Regions from separate parts of the Mus musculus genome. Here regions 1 and 3 are each linked to region 2. Evidence: chromatin contacts called from public Hi-C and HiChIP or PLAC-seq data. All regions are on one chromosome and are shown on one strand. The core of a region is the stretch at or near the end of the contact, and the rest is flanking DNA. Distances in the headings are between cores, read along the strand shown.

Evidence for each region. Hi-C and Micro-C count contacts between places; a contact is called where the count stands out from the background. HiChIP or PLAC-seq counts read pairs in DNA pulled down with a chosen protein or histone mark.
Region 1: an H3K4me3 HiChIP or PLAC-seq map of forebrain shows a contact between it and region 2, with 9 times the contacts expected there. The contact joins two enhancer-like sites. A contact is called at or near these places in 1 of 39 promoter capture datasets (embryonic stem cells), 2 of 484 Hi-C or Micro-C datasets (cerebral cortex and cortical neurons), 4 of 115 datasets of contacts at active chromatin or transcription factors (embryonic stem cells, forebrain, neural progenitor cells and 1 more) and 1 of 9 other capture datasets (embryonic stem cells).
Region 3: a Hi-C map of forebrain shows a contact between it and region 2, with 2.9 times the contacts expected there. The contact joins two enhancer-like sites. A contact is called at or near these places in 1 of 39 promoter capture datasets (hippocampal neurons), 2 of 484 Hi-C or Micro-C datasets (cerebellum and forebrain), 2 of 115 datasets of contacts at active chromatin or transcription factors (astrocytes and embryonic stem cells) and 3 of 9 other capture datasets (embryonic stem cells, embryonic tail and embryonic trunk).

The regions. Positions count from the first base shown.
Region 1 is chr12:107,974,166-107,978,573 of GRCm38.p6, reverse strand. All of the region lies in intron 2 of Bcl11b (B cell leukemia/lymphoma 11B), which reads left to right. Among named protein-coding and RNA genes, the nearest start is that of Bcl11b, 27 kb to the left of the region's middle. Within about 2 kb of position 1,868, at least 39 of the 459 cell types and tissues checked have an H3K27ac peak or open chromatin away from gene starts, as enhancers often do. A contact at or near this core is called in cerebral cortex, cortical neurons and forebrain, where this site is marked.
Region 2 is chr12:106,472,899-106,476,796 of GRCm38.p6, reverse strand. It overlaps Gm51969 (a long non-coding RNA gene), which reads right to left. Exons shown (of 2, transcript XR_003950178.1): 2 at 47-801. Among named protein-coding and RNA genes, the nearest start is that of Gm32876, 4.4 kb to the left of the region's middle. Within about 2 kb of position 2,131, at least 30 of the 459 cell types and tissues checked have an H3K27ac peak or open chromatin away from gene starts, as enhancers often do. A contact at or near this core is called in cerebral cortex, cortical neurons and forebrain, where this site is marked.
Region 3 is chr12:108,116,664-108,120,672 of GRCm38.p6, reverse strand. Setd3 (SET domain containing 3) reads left to right here. Exons shown (of 13, transcript NM_028262.3): 7 at 1,509-1,567; 8 at 2,317-2,431. Among named protein-coding and RNA genes, the nearest start is that of Setd3, 61 kb to the left of the region's middle. Within about 2 kb of position 1,307, at least 26 of the 459 cell types and tissues checked have an H3K27ac peak or open chromatin away from gene starts, as enhancers often do. A contact at or near this core is called in forebrain, where this site is marked.

The sequences.
Region 1 (4,408 bases), core at 619-3,118, 1.5 Mb before region 2:
AACCACTTGTGCTTTCCTTACTTTCCTTACTTTGACAACTCAAAAGGAATTTTAAAAATTATACATGATTCTCCCTCACCTCGATTTGAGTTAAGCCTTAAGGCCTCACAGTGGAAGGCTTTCCTCTAGGGCTGATGCATCGAGCACCCCCATCCCCGCCCCTCTTCTATCCCCCCTCCCCCATCCTTCGAGGTAAGGGTGTGTAGATCTTTCTTGCCTCGGTGCCAGTGTTAGAGTGACAGAGCGCTGCCTGGCTATGAGGTCCTGAGCCCTGAGCTGTGTCCTCAGGGCACAGGTGGCTTGGCTTGGCTTTGTTCAGGAGCCGTGTGTGGGAGGTGTGCATAGAAATGGAGCCCTCCGTCAGCTGGATCTCCTGGCAGTTCAGCCACTGGGGTCGGTAGCTGAAGCGGCGGCGCCTGCAACAGCACCCCTGCCCACCCCCTTCACTTTCACTGCTTGGAGAAATCTCCGTGTTCCTGTAGGCTTTCCCACAACGCCGCTCCCCTTGATGGCACTGCTTAGGCATTTGATAAATATTTGTTGCTTTTGGAGCATCAGGTGTTACCTCAGGGTTTAGGCACTGGGGTGGAGTCTGTCTGGGACCTTTGACGCACAGCCTGGCCTATCCTTTAAAGGTCCAGGGCCATCCAGTCCCTCAGCTGATGCCTGTATCTGTAGAATGGGGATGTGTTTTTTTTTTACTAACCAGTCTCCATCTATATAGGAGCATAAGCGAGTGGAGCGAAGCTACGGCTGATTTCATAGACATCATACCAGCGAGACTGTTATTGTTTGGGCCCTGGGGGCGGGGTGACTAATTTGCAAAGAGGAAAGGAATCCAACAGCTGCTTGTATAGGGTGTTGTTTTTAATGCGAAGAGGAAGCATTTGGGGGCTTTGGGGAGAGGCTTACGGCATACCACAAGGAAACGCCCCTCCCCCACCTCCATTCACTTCAGAGGCCCTTCTCTGTAGCTCCCCACTTCCAGCTCCTTATTTTTTGGGAACGTGAAGAGATTCATTATCTTAATACCTAGTGGTGTTGCTGTTACCCTGACCTGAACACCCCAGAACATGTCCTCTTCCCCTCCTGATACTAGGTTCTGGCCGCGGAAGGGTAGGGAGCGAGATGGGGGTGAGGGTGTGTATGTGTGTGTGTGGGTATAGGATACAGACTTGGGTGAAATGTATACAGCAGGCAGCCTTCAAATGTGTAGTCTTGCTCAATGCAGGTGAAAAGGAACTCGGATCTGGCTTTCCTTTCTCTGCCGCCTCAAAGCTCTCAGAAATTAGCATCTGTACCCATTGAGTCCGCAGCTGGTGGCTATGAAATGGTACCTTCCTTCACTAGGGAGAAGCCGGTCTCCAGTGGCCTGCAGGGGGCCAATGTTTTACCTTTTTTTTTTTTTTCTTTCTTCAGTTTTTATATTCAAAGAAGCTTGGTTTCTTTTCCCTCTGCCAATGCTGGGTGACCCGAATCCAAGTTTTAATAATAACCTCTTGCTGGACCCGAAGGCTCCAGGCTAATTCTGCTCTTTAGGTCTGCTGACCTTGCTGTGCATCTGATGTGTTTGTCAGCTTCGGTTTGGGATGGGGTGAATGCGTGTGCACCCTCAGAGTTCCTGTTCCACCCGCTGGACTGGAGGTGGGTGGGTGGGGGATCGCAGATAGAAGTAGAAGACTAGATCTGTACCGTACCGGAGGGTAGGCTTGCAGCCAGGCGTGTGGCACCTGTAATTGAATCCGGACCTGCGTTCCGTGCAGGCCTGCAAGGATGCGAAAGGGAGGTATCGAGGTTCTAGGCTCTCTCTGTGGCTGAATCTGGCATGAAACCGTCTTCTGACTCCGTGGAGCCCAAATGGTGTGTGGAGAAGCCAGGGAGCAGCAGAGAGCCTAGAAGCCCGTGCACGTTCTGTTTGCACGAGTCGGCTCTTGCATCTTTTGTTAGTGGCGGTTCCTTAATTAACCCGCGGATTAGGGCTGCCTTCTTTTGACACGTACATATATTTTGGGGGTATAATATTCTTGTTCTCCTCAAACTCACAACCGGAACCGCTCAGGAGCCTCCCCAGGGAGCTATGGCCTCTTCTCTCCCTCTTGTCTTCCCAGCTTTTCCCTTCCTGTTCCCCTCCTACCCACCCTTCCCTTCAACCCAAGTGGGCTTGTAGCTGAGTGGAGGACGGGCGTGCTACACACAGCTAAATAAATCATGTTTACGCTTGGCGTTCTTGGTAGTGAAAAAGCTGTTGGCTGTTTCCACTTCCGTATTTCTCAGCATTTGCTTCCTACCTGTTTTTGAGTCCGTGCCCAGAAATAGTAGTTTTGTCAAATGAGGGGATAATGCCAGCCAGCCTTCCCTGCTGCCAAAGAAGCTGATGGATTTTGCAAAAACAGAGTGACGTTTTTTTAGTGACACCGATTTCCCCCCCTGCCCCCTCAAAGAAATTAGGGTGTAGAATAAGGGGTATTTAAAATGCACATGGAGCAGGGGAGGGAAGGGGAGGATTCCTAGCTGCTTCTACTCGGGTTTGTAGCAGGCAAGGTTAGAGAAGGAAGGTCTGGGTTTTTGTTGTTCGATTCTCTCAGGGCAGCAGGCACCCGTAGGAGGTGTAGAGGCTGTTCTGAGCCCGGAGGAGAGCTGAGTCAAGCTCTTTTCAGTCCCAAGACTTCATTTTCTCAGATTTGGAGATACGGTGCAATGAATTTTTTTTTTCTTTCCTTCTGTTCAGTTTTGGGTCTGTTTAGTTCCGGAGGCTTTCAGAATGGTACTTGCCGAATTCTTTCTCTGAGGTACCAGTAAGGAATGTCACCCTGGGCCCGGGGTGGGAGCCTGTCTGCACCCAACTTGACAGTCAGTGGTTCTGTACAGCATGAGGTACGCAAGCCTCCCGCCTCTGCCTTTAACCCGTGATGCTGTTTTAGGGGCATGTGAAAAAGTCACTCTCGTGATGGGTCCTGTCTGCCAGGCAGAGGGCTTCCTGGGTAATCAAAGCCAACTGCAGGCTTGTGGATTAAAAAATGAAAAGAAACGATTTCAAAACCAAGCAAGTGGCAGATAAACACTCCGCTTCTGGAGGAAGGTGGGACCTGATTTCTCTGGAAGATTCCTGCAGGAATTCTGTCCATGGTCAGGCACATCAGCCCTGTTGCAAAGATGGCCAGGAAGAAAAAAAATCACAATAAAATCAAAGTAGGCATGCTATGCTTTCCCACAATTTCTGATGTAAATATTTTGTAGCAAAGATGGTATTTCCATTGAGGACTGTGCAGCCAGCATCTTTAATTACATTAAATAGTGGCACAAGTCTCAGCTGAACGTAAGCCTCCGGTTAGGTCCGCTGCCGTGGGCTCGCTAGATTGACTTGTAATCATCAATATTGCCGGTGTTAACGTGATAACCACGTTTATTAAATTTATCCCACGAAGTGTTAATTTTTATGTATTTTGTTGTGCACACACCCCACATGACCTCTGGTATGTTAGAAGATGCAAATGAATTTCATGTCAAAAAAAAAATTAAAGAGGTGGTTGTCAGACTGCTTTGTCCCCCTTAAAAGGAAATGGGTGATTTTTTTTTCATTTTTTAAAATTTTTACTTATTTAATTTTTTATTTTTTTTTTTTTTGGCCATCAAATGCTACTCGGTTGAAAAGCAGGCTCACAATATGTGTATTAAATACCATCCACGTACAGAAAACGGAGGTAAAGAGACGACTTGGTTGAACGTAATTACAGGCCTGCTCCGGTCTTTAGTCAGTGACATTTCAGACCTAGCTTAGAAACAGAAAGAGACAGAAAGAGCCTGCCCTTATGTGAGGCAAAGCATTCAACCCACATTCTGTGTCCGTTCGAAAGAGGCACAAAGAGATGACAGGGTGGAAGTTAGCTAAGTCTAGAGGAGAGCTGGATTAAAAAAAATTATAATAGGGGAGTTCAATTGTTCGTAACTGATGCACGCAATACAAACTAAGCGTGCTGTTGAGGGCTAGCAGGGAACCTCTTTTTAGAATTGATTCCTCCCCCCACCACCACCTGAACTTTCTCTTTACCAAGTTTACTTCTATTCCGTCTGAAACAAGAAACCCTGCTAACCCAGAGGCTGGGAGATCACTTCTGTCTTGGTGGAGTTTTAGGGTCCGGTCTGTAGAAGGTTCAGCTCCACATGTGTGCAGCGTGCTCCATGCTCTGGGCCTGAGTCACTGCGTGAAACCCGTGTTGGTCCCTTCCTGTCCTTTCGTTCCTTTTTTTTATCGGCCTGTGCTATTTTCTTTCCTAATTCTCCAGGATCCTCATGGTTCAGACGTGCATCTCCTCTCTCCTCATTCTGTGTTTTCCCCAAGCAGAAGCTAAGGTTAGAGCTCCTGACACCTTCTAATCATAACGGTGTCCTGAACTCTGCAGCTTCCAAA
Region 2 (3,898 bases), core at 882-3,381:
CAAGAAATTTAGAGGAAAGAAATGGGGGGACTGTAAAAATATGTATAGTTCCCTCCCAGATTTATTGCTATTTGCTTATAGATTTAAAGGAAACTGAGAGCAACTAGAGACATGGCATTCTAAGGAAGATTTGTGGTTGTTGGTTAGAAGGAAAAACTCCGTGAACATCCACACAAAACACCAGGAGACAAAGAGACATGCTGCAGGCACCTTTTAAAATTTGTACCGTGTGGCAGTGAATTCACCAGGAGCTGGAAGACACCAGGTTCTTATGAAAAGGTCAAAGTTATGGCCTTGGTATGACCTCGAAGGGGAAAAAAAAATCTATTTGTGAGGCATACGATTATCTAGGGTTTTAGTAAATGCAATTACAGCGACAATCTTAATCCAAACAGTTGAACAAAAATAAATTAAAATTAAATAAGATAAACCTCACCCTCAATCATTACACTATGAGTTGTACCGGACCGCAGGGTGGCTATTTGACCTTTGTCTTGCATCTATATTAGAAGAGGCACTACCTGGACAGAAATCAAGGTGCACTTGGGCACACCCACCAGCCTGACCTGGCCAACACCCAGGTCTGAAACAAACGGTTTCTGCTTTTCATTGGGGGTGGGGGGGTCCTGTCCACTGGACCTCCAACAGTGTCTTGCTCTGAGAGGCACAACACTGGTCCTGTGGGCGTGGGCAGCCATGGCTCACAGCAGTGACAGGTAGCTCCATCCATCCCAGCCACATTCCTCGGGTTCCACAAAGTTCCATTTCAATAAGAAAGCTCTTTTCTAAGGACACGTTGTTCTAAAAGAGACAGGAAGAAGAAAAAAACTGTCTGTAATTTGTCATGAATTTCAATTACAAAAAAAAAAAAAACTTTTGAATTTTTTTTCCGTTTTCAAGAAAAAAAAATTGGCGTGCCTCCAGGTTTTAAGAATGTGGTTAACACAGAAAATGACAGAAAGAGAAAGTGTGTGTGTGTGTGTGTGTGTGTGTGTGTGTGTGTGTGTGTGTATTTGCAGAAAAATCTCAGAACACAATATTCTCCTAGGCCAGGCTGAGGTTTTTCTGGACGAAGGTGCACCTGGCACTCTGGGTGAGAAAGAGGATTTTGTATTTATGGGCAATGGGATTGTTCTGGCAAGTTCCACAGCATGCCCCGGAGCTGACATCTCATAGAAGCATCTTCCAGCATCCCAGACTCCCATACACACCAGAGAACCAGTCTACACCCGAGAACACGGCTCAAAAAAGGGTTTTGGAGAGGAGAAGAGGAATCGTTTTGTCATTGGAAAGTCTAAGGGGGTCCCCTCCCCCCGATACACGGAATACTCACCAAACGGGAGCAGAACGGTTTTTTTTTCTTTCTTTTTTTTTTCTTTTTTGAAATGTGCAACTGTGTGAAACTTGTCTGGTTTCAGATTTACACAGAAATGTGGGCCCGTCTTGTTTTCATCCAAACAAACTCAAGCTGAAGAACTGTCTTTCCTAAACTGGGAGCACATTCCTGTTCCTTAACCCACCAGTGCTGGGTTCCCCCGGAGCGTATTAAATCTACGCAACACAGAGAGGTGCTTTCTGTCTTGTTTTCTGGAGGCTGAGCCCAGCAAACCCAGTAAACAGGTGGAAGACTAAAAAGAGCCATGAAAAAAAAAAAAAAAAACACACAACAAAAATAACAGCGACCTGTCCCCAGCCTTGAAAAACAGCCTAACTCCAGAGGTGCAGTGTGTACTTGCGTGGCCTCAAATAATGTTTGTCTCGCAAGAAAATGCGTAGCTTTCAGCGATAACACGGGACAGCGCTTCCTAACTTGCTAGTGGCCTGGCCTGCGTCCTTCTGATAAGAGGTCAGAGGTCACCGAGGCTAAAAGATGAGAACCCGTGCTTCCTTCTGCTCAGATCTGCAAGGAACAATTAAAGGCAGTTTTGCATTAAGGACTGACGTCCTCCTCAGTCTGGTGCCCCGGCGGTAAGCACAGCTATAGAATGCCTGTCCCTGTGGGGTATCCCCGCTCAGACCCAACCTGGCACTTTGGTACTACGCAGCTGGAATTTGAGGAAGCTCGTATTGAAAGGGGATGGTTTAGTAAGATGCAACGGAAGGTGCGGTGCGCATGCGCCTCCGGGGGAAAGCCATGGAAACTGCACCTTGCAGAACCTATCTGAAGGCCTAGGACCAAAGAGGTATTAGGGCTGAGCCAGAGAGACCCTGTTTGGAGCAGAACTATCAGAGGCAAGTGGTGCAGACACCGCGGATCTGGCTGGAGTTCAGAGGTCGTTGCAAGGGCTTTAACTCTGAGAGCTGTAGGGGAGTCAGCGAGGAGCTTTGAGCCTTCTGATTGCGGCACATTTTGGGAGAGGGGGCACAGGAACACACAAGCAGAGGTTCCCGAACAGCCCCGTCAAACCACCGCCAGGCTTCAGAGGCTCAAGCGTTGCTGTCGTTTTGGTTTTTGGTTTCCATGTTTCAGTTTACAAAAGGGTGATGATTTTAAAAATTAAAAAAAAAAAAAGTGACGATAGTGAATGAGGAAGAGAGTGTGCTTTCGGGCCTGAGTTCAGAGTTTATATAGAGAAGCTCAGCTGGGCTGGGGACATGACTCCCTGGGTAAAATGCTTGCTGAGCAAGAATGGGGACTTGAGCTCTGGAACCCACATAAAAAGCCAGGTCTGATGACACACTTTGTAATACCATCACGGGGCGGGGGCAGCGATGTGCAAGACCCCAAGATCAATGGTCAGGCAGCCTAGTCTGCTGGATGAGCCCCGGGCCATTGAGAGAGCGTGTGGTAGAAGACACCGGACTCGATCTCTGGGCTTATTAGACACACATATAAGCACACATAGGCACCCTCCGGCTCATGCTCTTCACAGAAACAGATACACACAGAGACACTCACATGAAATGGGAGAGGAAGAAGTTAAATTGAGAGAGACTTTACTGCACAGTGAAAAAGTCACACTAGAGACACTCCTCCCCACCGCCACCACCCCCACACCTCCTCTAAGCGTTGGCGGGAATTCCTAAAGGACCCAATTCTTGGTGCACTCTCTGAATGCCAGGTTTGGCATCCCCATGGGTTCAGGGCCCTTGCTACACTTTATATACCAAGCACGTGTATTCCTAAGCTAACCCACGATGCACAGTAGTTGACAGGTTCTTCCTACTCTGCTTTTCATCTCACTGAACTGTCCAGGGCCTCATTGTCTCATCTGTAAAATGGGAACTCTAACTTGGAGGCCTGGCTTCCTGGAGAGAGTCAGGCATACACGGAGACCACCATGCATCTAAAAGCACTGCACAGATAAATATGCGGTATTTACATAATTATGCCTCATTATATCCTTGGGTTTTTTTTTTTAAGGAATAAAAGTAAGAAAGCTAAAAAAAGACATCTAAACAAAGAGTTTAAGTAATGTATGCAGAGAATATGTGTATACACATATAGAGTTACAATGAAGATTTAAAAAAATAATGTGTGCAGTCAGGGGTGGCGCACGCCTTTAACCCCCACACTCAGGAGGCAGAGGCAGCTGGGTCTCTAAGTTCAAGTCCAGCAATGGTCTACAGAATGAGTTCCAGGACAGCTATGGCTGCATAGAGAAACCCTGTCTAAATAAAATAAAATGAAATAAAATAACCAAGCAAGCAAAAATGTTCATACAAAATCAAAATAAAATTAATTACAGTCTCACCCGTCAGAGCACAATGTACTTTCTTCTATGTTTTCTGGTTTTTCTGTGTTTAGAATAGAATATGAATGCCTGCATAGTACTTTCGGTGTTTGTCTCTGTATAGACCATAACACAGCCGGAGCTCTCTTACACCCAAACCAGCAGATCCTCCCATTGGCAGATGCTAACATTCGGAGCGAACCATTCAGTACCTTTCTGCTTTC
Region 3 (4,009 bases), core at 58-2,557, 1.6 Mb before region 2:
CAGAGCACAGGCTCCAGGGCAGGCCGGTGGGGCGGGGCTGACCTCCCCTAGCATACCATTTCCTGAACCAGACTGGAAGTGCCCTGTCATGTTCTGTACGTCCCCTTAAAGTCTCTTATTTAATTGCACATTGCTAGTACAATATTCATTTTATCGCATTGTGATTTATTTATGTTGAGGCAGGTACTAGCTAGGTAGCACAGGCAGGTCTCACATTTCTGATCCTCCCATCTTAGCCTTTCAAGTGCTGGTGTTTACAGGTATGTACAGATACACCTGGCCCAACATGCATCTTAAAGATTATGTAAATACAGTTTTACATTTTGACTTTTCTTCCAAAGGCTTAAAATGAGGCTATAAAGAGAGGAGAAGCAGGCACCTGGGAGCTAACACCCAGTTAGCCCCTTTTGTAATATATAATTTGTCTAAGATTATGCACCAAGGACAAGCTTTTGTTTTTCTGAGTGATTTACGGTTTGAGCCACTTCTGCCTCATTCCCTACTGCCCTGCGCACAGTACCAGCCAGCACAGTACAGGGAGCGGTGATGAATTGCAGTGCACTTGCCGTGCCGTACCTGGAGTTAAAACTGCTGCGTGGAGCCACACTAGCAGGCACACGATCAGCTTCCGCAGATCTGGTCTCCAGCTCAGAAACAACCGTTTGTTAATCTGATCACTTAACTGCAATCTGTCTCAGACTGTAACTGAAACTTAAGGTTAAAATCACACTGTTACAGCTTTAATTCCTTAATTGAGACAGAGTTTTAAGTGCTTACAGGTCTAAGGGGTAGGGCATTATAAAAAGGGAATGTGAAGCTATAAAATTTTCTTCCATGTGTAAAGTTTTGGATATTTTATCAAATGTTCTTTTGTTTAGAGAAAAAAGTAATTTAATGATTGTCTGTGTTATCTTTATCTTACTTGTATAATTTACTTCATTCTCTCACAAGACTTGACTTTGCTTGATTTCCTGTGTTTGATCCACATTTACTGTGTAAATAATTCATTTGCACCTAAGTCGATTGTCATCAAGTGTTATTAGAGAATGTGAGAGTATTTCCAACGTACTAGAGGGTTTGTAAGTGTTGCTTCTTGTGACATACAAAGAGAATAAAATCTAGCAGAGCATGAGACCCCGGGAGAGGCAAGCCTCCCTATTGGCTTTGCAGGCTCCATGTTCCCTCAGAGCTCGTACTCGTAGCAGAGGGTGTGCCTGCCTTTGTGCAGCAGTCCACCTTACACTGTCTTGTGTGGTGTCTGTGGGTTCCGGATGGAAGTGTGAAGGAGCAGATTTATGGCGGCCGCTGGGCACAACAAATTAAGTTGACAGTGATGTATGAGGGCACAATAGCACACTGATCCCTCAGTTGCGCGGCTGGACGCCTCCTGCTTCATTTGGCTCTTGTTAGGATCTGTTAGCAGCTAAATAATGAAATTCTGTTGACTGATTTCTGTTTTCTCCCTTTTTTCCCCCCCACCTCTGCTTCCTAAAACCGTTGATTCCCAGACCCATCCTCATGCCAACAAACTGCCCTTGAAGGAGTCTTTCACTTACGAGGACTACAGGTTTGTGAGGGCGCTGTGTTGCGGGTGGTTTCTGAGGATCTGGAAGTGAGGGCAGCTCGGCAGCAAGTGGCCTGCTGCGACCACTTACAGTGTTGAAATAGGGCGGTCTCAAAAGCCAGGGTGAGCGGCTTCGATAAGCACTGGCGTTTTGACAGCTGCCAAGAAACCGCTGTGAACCTGTAATGCCAGTAGCTTGCCTGAGGTAGCCAAGGGGCGTTTGGGCTTAACATTAGTGTTAAGTGTTGCTAAAGGACTTTTTCTCTTTTAAGTAGATTAACATTAGTGTGAAGCAGGGATTCTTTGGAACATAGAGCTAACGGACTGTGCTATGTAATAAAAGTGCCGTGTTCCATGCCTCGTCCACACCGTGGAGGGGTCTGTTAGAGAGGAGAAGCAGCACCCACTGGTCGGTCAGTGAGGCTCAGAGCCCTGCCTACCGCTGAAGTCAGCGTTTGGGTGAGGGGGAGCTGGCTTTGGAGAGAGCAGTTTCATCACCACGTAGGTTGAGACCCCTGCTTCTCCTAGTTCCTTTGCATACTCGGTGGGCTGTGTGCAGGCTTCCTTTCCTGCCATTCTGCCCCCTCCTCCTCTCAATTCTGCCTTTAGTTCTAAATGGTACAAAAAAGCCTGAAAACTGGCAGCCACTCACAACCTCAATTTCCTAATTGAGTGTGTTCTTGTGGGGGTGGCTTTTCCACAAATTTACTCTTAATTTGTTTATTTTATTTTATTTTATTTTTTTGTAACAGGTGGGCCGTCTCATCAGTTATGACACGGCAAAACCAAATTCCTACAGAGGATGGTTCCCGGGTGACCTTGGCTCTGATTCCTTTATGGGACATGTGCAATCATACCAATGGCCTGGTAAAGATCTCTTCCTGGGGTTGAGGCTGGGGGCTGCTGAGCTTCTGAGTGCATATTCTCCTTGGCTCCTTATTCCCCTGCCAGCTCTCTCCAGGACAAGCAGAAGCAACCCTTGCTCTTCCCTGCCTGCCTCTAATAGAAGCTGGGTGTCTCTTCATACTGAAGACTGAAAACTCCAATCTTAGAGCACTGTGAGAGACTGCGGCGACTGCGTTTGTATGGTCTGAGCCCCAGCCCCAGCTCTCACAGTCATTTCTTGTCTCACTGGACCACAGGCTCAATGGGCCACTTTGCTTTTTATTCTCTTACAAGTAGGAATTTATTGAAGAAAACCTTTCATCTTTCTGTCTCTCTCTATGGCTCTTTCTTTCTGTTCTCTGCTGACTCCTTTCGCCCCTTGCCCTGCTCTGTTCCTCGGCCACTATGGTTTACCTGCTTTGCTCTGGAGCCTGTGTATGGCAGGTGTGTGTGCTAGGCTCTGGGCACAAGTGCAGGGCTGCCTGGTGGCTGGCTGAGTGAAGACAGGAAGCGTCTTCCTGTGGCCAGTTCTGTAAGGGAAGAGGGCAAGTCCTGTTCCTCCACATTCTTGGGTTCCAGATGACATGGGGCGGAAGCTTTCTCTGATGAGGACTCACACAGGTGTGTGTGTTGGGGGGGGGGGGGGGTTGACAAACCCAGCTCATTCTGAAGTTCTCAGCATAGCTGGCCTGCAGGGTGAGTTGGGTTTGATTCCTGTTCTGCAGTGCCAGCTTGCTTTGTTATTATTAGCAATATTATAAATAGATTAAAGAAATGCTGAAAGTGATTATTTTCCATCTATACAGAGGCCTGAGCACATGCGCTGTGCAGCAAACACTCAAGGCAAATTCCTCCTGCTAATTCTGGTAGTCTTTCAGATCTTCACAATATCTGAACTGTAGCTAGGAAGAATTATACTTTTATAATTACATTTTGTCTTAATTTAGATATGCTTAATTTAATTAGCAGGACTAAGAAATAGTAGCATGTTTTACACTTTCATTAATGCATATAATTTTTATATTCTTTGTTCTTTTTTTTCCTTTAGAGAGAGACATTTTTAAACTGATAAGCTTGAAGTTTAAATATCTGACCCTTGTGTTTTCTTATCCCTCTATAGGAACTAGATCACTATTTCCCAAACTGAGTTGATCATTAAAATTTATTTTCATTTCCAATATTAAATAATCAAAAAGAATTAAATAATACAGAAGTCTCTAGTAAAATAAAATAAGCCACTCTTGTCCCCTGCAATCCTAGTGTCCTCTGGATTATTAGCTGCACGGAAGGCTGCTGCAACTGAGGGTACTGTCCCACTCTCTTCTGTCTTTTGACTGTTTGTGGCACCCTTACATACATATTCATGGGTGTTCTGAGTTTGGGCATTGGTGTTATGTCCCTGCTGGTATGGTAAAACTGTGCACTCTTGAGTTTATCTCAAATTAAGAATAACAGAAAACTCTTGGTATATCTTTTTCTCTAATGTAATTTGTGTGTCCTGTAATCTACCATTGTTCTCTGCTAACCCTCAGAAAGGTTGTTCAAGAAGCCAATATGTCA